Regions from separate parts of the Mus musculus genome. Here region 1 is linked to region 2. The links are chromatin contacts, called in public HiChIP or PLAC-seq maps. All regions are on one chromosome and are shown on one strand. Each heading gives the region's core, a stretch centred on a gene start, on an enhancer-like site or on the middle of the called end of the contact. The rest is flanking DNA. Distances are from core to core; before and after follow the strand shown. Region 1 overlaps A1cf (APOBEC1 complementation factor). Region 2 holds the start of Mbl2 (mannose-binding lectin (protein C) 2).

Region 1 (2,700 bases), core at 143-2,642, 1.7 Mb after region 2:
AGCTTTCAACCAAATCCAGATGGAATCAATGAGACCCAACAGTGAAGTTAGAAGACACAGGAAGGGAAAGTGTAAGCAGTGAGCCTGGAGACGTGAAGAAGCGTGTGAGTGCTAAGAGAAAGGGCATGTGAAGGATGGGGAAAGCAGACATGGGATGTGCTACTGAGGAGCATGTGCCATACTGATGACATGGGACTTTATCTACCACATGGAGCTATGTAGAGCTATAATAGCCAACACTGTGCAAGTATTAAATGCCAGGGACCATTTTGAGTATTTAATAATTACCTTAATATTTAATCCTCAGAAGACTATGAAATAAGATATACTGCTATCCGAATTTTCTATTTAAAGACATTGAGGCTCAAAGAGCCTGGATGGAAGTAGAAGGATATATGGGAATGCTTTCTTTTTCTTTTAACATTGGGGTCTCCTTATGCAGCCCAGGCTAACCTTAAATTCATGATTTTCCTGCTGCAGCCTCCCATATAGACTTGGGTAACCGACATGACCATCACACTTGGCTCAGAGTCTATTTTTATGTAGCTATATTCAGTGGCATACATATTTGAGATAAGAGTTTCATTGCTAAGAAAAATATAGTCCTAGAGACTATGGAGACATTGGCCCGAGACTGTTAAATGGCAGCGAGGCAGTGCTAGTGAAGAGCCGTGGCATTTTTGTATCATATTTTTCAAATGAATACTGTCCAGGGAGTTTGTCCTGGTTATTTTTTTATTGTAATTTGACAAAACCTTATAACCTTGGAAGAGGGAACCTCCTTTGAAGAATTGCTTCCATCAGATTGTCCTGTGGGCATGTATATTTATTGCTAATTGATATGAGGGGCCAGCCCACCATGGGCAGTACCATTCATAAGCAGGTAGACCTATGCTGTATAAAACAACAAGCTAAACAGGATTCAGTGAGCAAGCCAGGAAACTGCATTCTTCCACTGTTTCTGCTTGAGTTCCTGTCCTGAACTCCCTAAATGATGGGCTATACCCTGTAAGTTAAACAAAATCCTTTTCTTTCCTAAATTGCTTTTGGTCATGGTGTTTATCAGAGCAGCTTTGAAAATAAACTACGACAAGGCCTTTCTGGATTTACTTTCTTGCCCCTGTATCTCACAGCTGTCCTCCGTTATGACTTATTAGCAGAAATATTAAATCACATTGAATCCCATGTGCTAGAATCACAGAATACATCCGAAGTGTTTTCTCATTCATCTTCATTACAGCCACTTGTCCACAGCCTGTTTTGACTACGATTCACAAATGAAAAGCCTGACATTCAGAGTGAGCTGGAAATTTAATTCTTTCCTGCAATGCTGCCCTGACCCTCTTCCAACAACTTCTATTTTTATCTCTTTATCTGCACTGACAAACAGAACTGTGCCACGGACCTACCTAAGTTTCCATAGCAGAACCTGGCAATTGAAAGTGGAGGTGCTTGGGGATGCCTTGCCTTGCCTGCCTCCTCTGATGAGTGCTACGATCCAATGCCTAATGATACTCTGTGGCACAACAAGCCAGGAGCTTTTTTCCAAAGCTGTATCAGTATGTTGCTCTCCTAAGCCCCAGGGTAAATGGGGGATATCATTGCTGCACGTGAGACAGTTTCGAGATTGAGGAAGACAACGGTGAAAGGCAGAAAGAGAACAGAAAGGCTCTTCCCACGTTAGATTCTGCCTGATTCTTGGACCTTGGACAGCTCACCTCCCCCATTCCCAGACCTCTTTCCTTGCTTCTAAACTACTTCAGCATCCTGGCGCTCTTATCCTTATGGTGTTCCATCTAGATCTCCTTCGATGGATCTTCCTTATCTCTTGGCTTCTTGAGTTGGAGTTATCTGCAGGTCTGCCTTAGATACACACCCTCTCCCCAGTCCTTACATGAGCTCATCCAATCTCAAGACTAAACATCTGTCATAGGTCAGCTCCAAGTCAGTGTCTCAGCTGAAACTCTCCCTTGAAATTCAGACTTGGATTTCTGTCTACCTGTCACTCAGTTTATCTGTTTGGATAGCTAAAGGCACTGTGAAAATCAGCAACCCCATAACCCAACTTCTGCTTCTTCTTCCACAAATTTCCTCAACTCTATTCTTGCTTTGCCTTTTTGTTTTGTTTTGTTTTGTTTTGTTTTGGGTTGGGATGGGTTTTGTTTGAGAGTTCTGGTGTCTAAACCAAGGACGTCAAACATGTCACTCAAGTGCCATGGCAGGAGAAAACACACCCAATCCCTGAAGTGCCTTAGGCTGCAAATTGTGAGTTTCGTTTTAATGTGTTGATTGCAATGATTTGAGATTTAGATGTCGTAAAGAATTTCTCAGAACTTCACACTGTAGTCCAATGGAGCACAGAGGCCTTTCTGATGTCAAAATGTCTTTAATAACCTTTACTAAATATTAACCCAAACTCATGGCAGGTTTTGCAAACAGCGAATTCATCATGTAACTATGAACTGTTACCTTTTTGATGGAAATGATGAAGTCTAGCAAAAAACAAACTACAGCTTAGCCGACAGACTGTAGACTTTGCCATTGAAACTATTAAGGCACATAGAAATAACCTTATCAGATTCCCCAGTCCTTCCTGGTCCTCCAGGATAAGCTAGGCGAACAATGGGAGAACCTGAGAGCTTTCTGATTAAACAGTAACTTTAACGACATTTAATAAATTTAGCAACATTTACATAAAAG
Region 2 (2,700 bases), core at 3-2,502:
ATCATCTTAATCTCACACAAATTGAGAAATTATCACAGAAAATTCCCATTGTTCCTTCATCTATCATTTACCATAGGTTCTAATATATGACATGTAGAATAAATACCAAGACCACAAAATGGATTGGTACAAAAAAGATAATAAGATACAGATTTTTAGGGGGGTAATTATTTATGTGCCTCTTGTTCTTGTTATTTAATCCTATGAAACAAAAAAAAAAATCATAAGTTTATATAGCAACCATAGTCAAGGTAGATTTTTTTTCTGACCAATAAAACGTTCTGATCATACACCTTTAAATTTATACACTACCCAGAGATCTATGTCAACCAATAATTTGTTCTCCATGGATTTATTAATCATTTCATAGAGTAATACAGTTTATAAACACTTGAAATAGAGCTTTAATTTAAAACAGGACCCATGAGATTTGTCCTTCATTGCATAAATAAGTAATTTTATTTTATTTTTTAGAGTTTTCCATTATATGACATATCAGCTTCTCATTCACAGATGAAGGAGGATTGGGTTGTTTTTAGTATTTTGGGTTAAAAAACTGAAGCTTCCAACTATATGGTATACACACAAATTATTACCTGGCTTCAAAAAAGAATGAAATCATGTGACAGATGAAATTGGAAGACAGTATCCTAAAAATAAGGAACCAGACCCATATGATAATTATCAAATGATTCCAACAATGCATTGTTATCATTACAAACACAGCCTCAGGTAAGAGGACCCTGCAGAACTACTTTAAATAAGATCTTGGTAAGTTTCTCCGAGATGAGAATCATTGAATAGAAGAGGAAGAGCCCAAGGGAAGAGTACTAAAGAGCGAGGATAGCCCAGACTGAAGACTATAGTGTGGAGTCCAGAAGTGTTCTTGCATATCGACAGCAACAGGATCTCTGCTGCCCCTTAGAGTGTATGCATGTGTATGTGAATGGAGTGAGCGTGCACAGAGCATATATATGTGTGTGTTTCTGAATGGCAAGCAAGGAAACTGACATGACTAACCACTTGAACCTGCTTGTTAGGGCAACTTAGTCATGAGAATTAGCAAAATGGGTGTCAGTTGAAGCGGGAAATGGCGCTGCATTAAGGTAGACAGCCATGCTGCACTTACTGCAGGCCTCTGGTGAATCCTCCTAAAAAGCGTATAATACAGTCCCAAAGAGAGTTGTTTATTAATCTGGGGTTGAAGGTCAGCTTGGATTATCTTTTTAAAGTCAGGTTTAGCTCCTCCCTCACTTTGAGGCATCTGTTCTGGTGGAAGAGGAGCTTCCTTGCCTCCTGAGTCTTTGCTGTGCCAAAGCCCTGAAATATCATATCTGGTGAGTGGATTTGGGTTCCTATAGCCAAAGTCTGGGGATCTGATTAAACTCCAGAGGTAAGAGGCACACCAGGCAGAAATCGTGTTGGCGGCAGCACTGTCTCTGCTTGCCTGGACACAGGACAGTTTTCTTAATGATCTGTTTGCAAAGATGACTTTACAAAGACAGTGTCCTGGGATCTAAGACCCTTAGGGCTGGGCTGTTATGATTTCTTAGTAAGGAACAGCTGGAAGAAAACTGGGAAGGATAGATACAATGTTCAAAGAAGGATTCAAGGCAGGTTGTCTAGTTGACAGCAGTTCTGGCATGGGGAAATCTACGAAGTAGAGAGGAATGGACTAGAGAGAAACTGACAGACAGAGAAATTGCTTTCCCCAGCAGCCCTGCCTTGCTGCATGGAAACACACTATTAGGAAGTTCAAGTTCATTCAGGGCTAGGCTAGTAGACTTACTATGCAACTGGGGTCTGACCCTGTCTCTCTTAATCACTAGCCTATAGTTTATTGCTAGAAACGGAGGAAAGCCTATCTAACTGGTTTTGGAGAGAAACCATCTTTTCCAGTGTGAAAATAGGATTGGGGCTGCTGATGGTGGCACACATGTGAGAGCCTTCTGAACATAGTGTCTCCGCTCGTTCTCAACCCCTAGGCCATCAGACACTGGTAAGTTGGAGGTGTGAACTTGTTTGGCTCTCCCTGCCTGCAGTGACACCAGAGACCTGGACACCAGTGACCTCCCTCAGAAGGGCGTCTCCTGCACGTATGCTGTTATGCTTATTTTCGTTAAAATAATAACCACGCAGTATCACAAGGAATGCTTGATTTTCAAAATACCCAAATCCAGACCTCACCTTTAGCGTGACTAATTCACCTGTACAATGTCTGTCCCCAAGTTATAGGACAGAGGCAAGGTTGGTACAAACATACTGAAAAATCCTCCATGATTTTCCTTACCCCCAGGTGAGGAGCATGTCCATTTTCACATCCTTCCTTCTGCTGTGTGTGGTGACAGTGGTTTATGCAGAGACCTTAACCGAAGGTGTTCAAAATTCCTGCCCTGTGGTTACCTGCAGTTCTCCAGGCCTGAATGGCTTCCCAGGCAAAGATGGACGTGACGGTGCCAAGGGAGAAAAGGGAGAACCAGGTGTGCATTAAACTGTTTTCTTTTTCTCTTAAAGATTTATTTACTTTATGTATTTATTTATTTTATGTATGTGAGTATTTCAGACACACCAGAAGAGGGCATCCGATCTCATTACGGATGGTTGTGAGCCACCATGTGGTTGCTGGGAATTGAACTCAGGACCTCTGGAAGAGCAGATGGTGCTCTTAACCACTGAGCCCTCTCTCCAGCCCTTAAACTG

The links. HiChIP or PLAC-seq counts read pairs in DNA pulled down with a chosen protein or histone mark.
Region 1: a contact with region 2 is called in an H3K27ac HiChIP or PLAC-seq map of hepatocytes, with 10 times the contacts expected there. The contact joins the enhancer-like site here to the promoter of Mbl2 in region 2. A contact is called at or near these places in 2 of 39 promoter capture datasets (cranial neural crest and liver), 1 of 115 datasets of contacts at active chromatin or transcription factors (hepatocytes) and 1 of 9 other capture datasets (liver).

Annotation. Positions count from the first base shown.
Region 1 is chr19:31,888,804-31,891,503 of GRCm38.p6, forward strand. The region is part of intron 1 of A1cf (APOBEC1 complementation factor); the gene reads left to right. Among named protein-coding and RNA genes, the nearest start is that of A1cf, 21 kb to the left of the region's middle. Within about 2 kb of position 1,393, at least 5 of the 459 cell types and tissues checked have an H3K27ac peak or open chromatin away from gene starts, as enhancers often do. A contact at or near this core is called in hepatocytes and liver, where this site is marked.
Region 2 is chr19:30,231,676-30,234,375 of GRCm38.p6, forward strand. Mbl2 (mannose-binding lectin (protein C) 2) reads left to right here and starts at 1,253. Exons shown (of 6, transcript NM_010776.2): 1 at 1,253-1,337; 2 at 1,986-2,096; 3 at 2,297-2,480. The coding sequence starts at 2,306.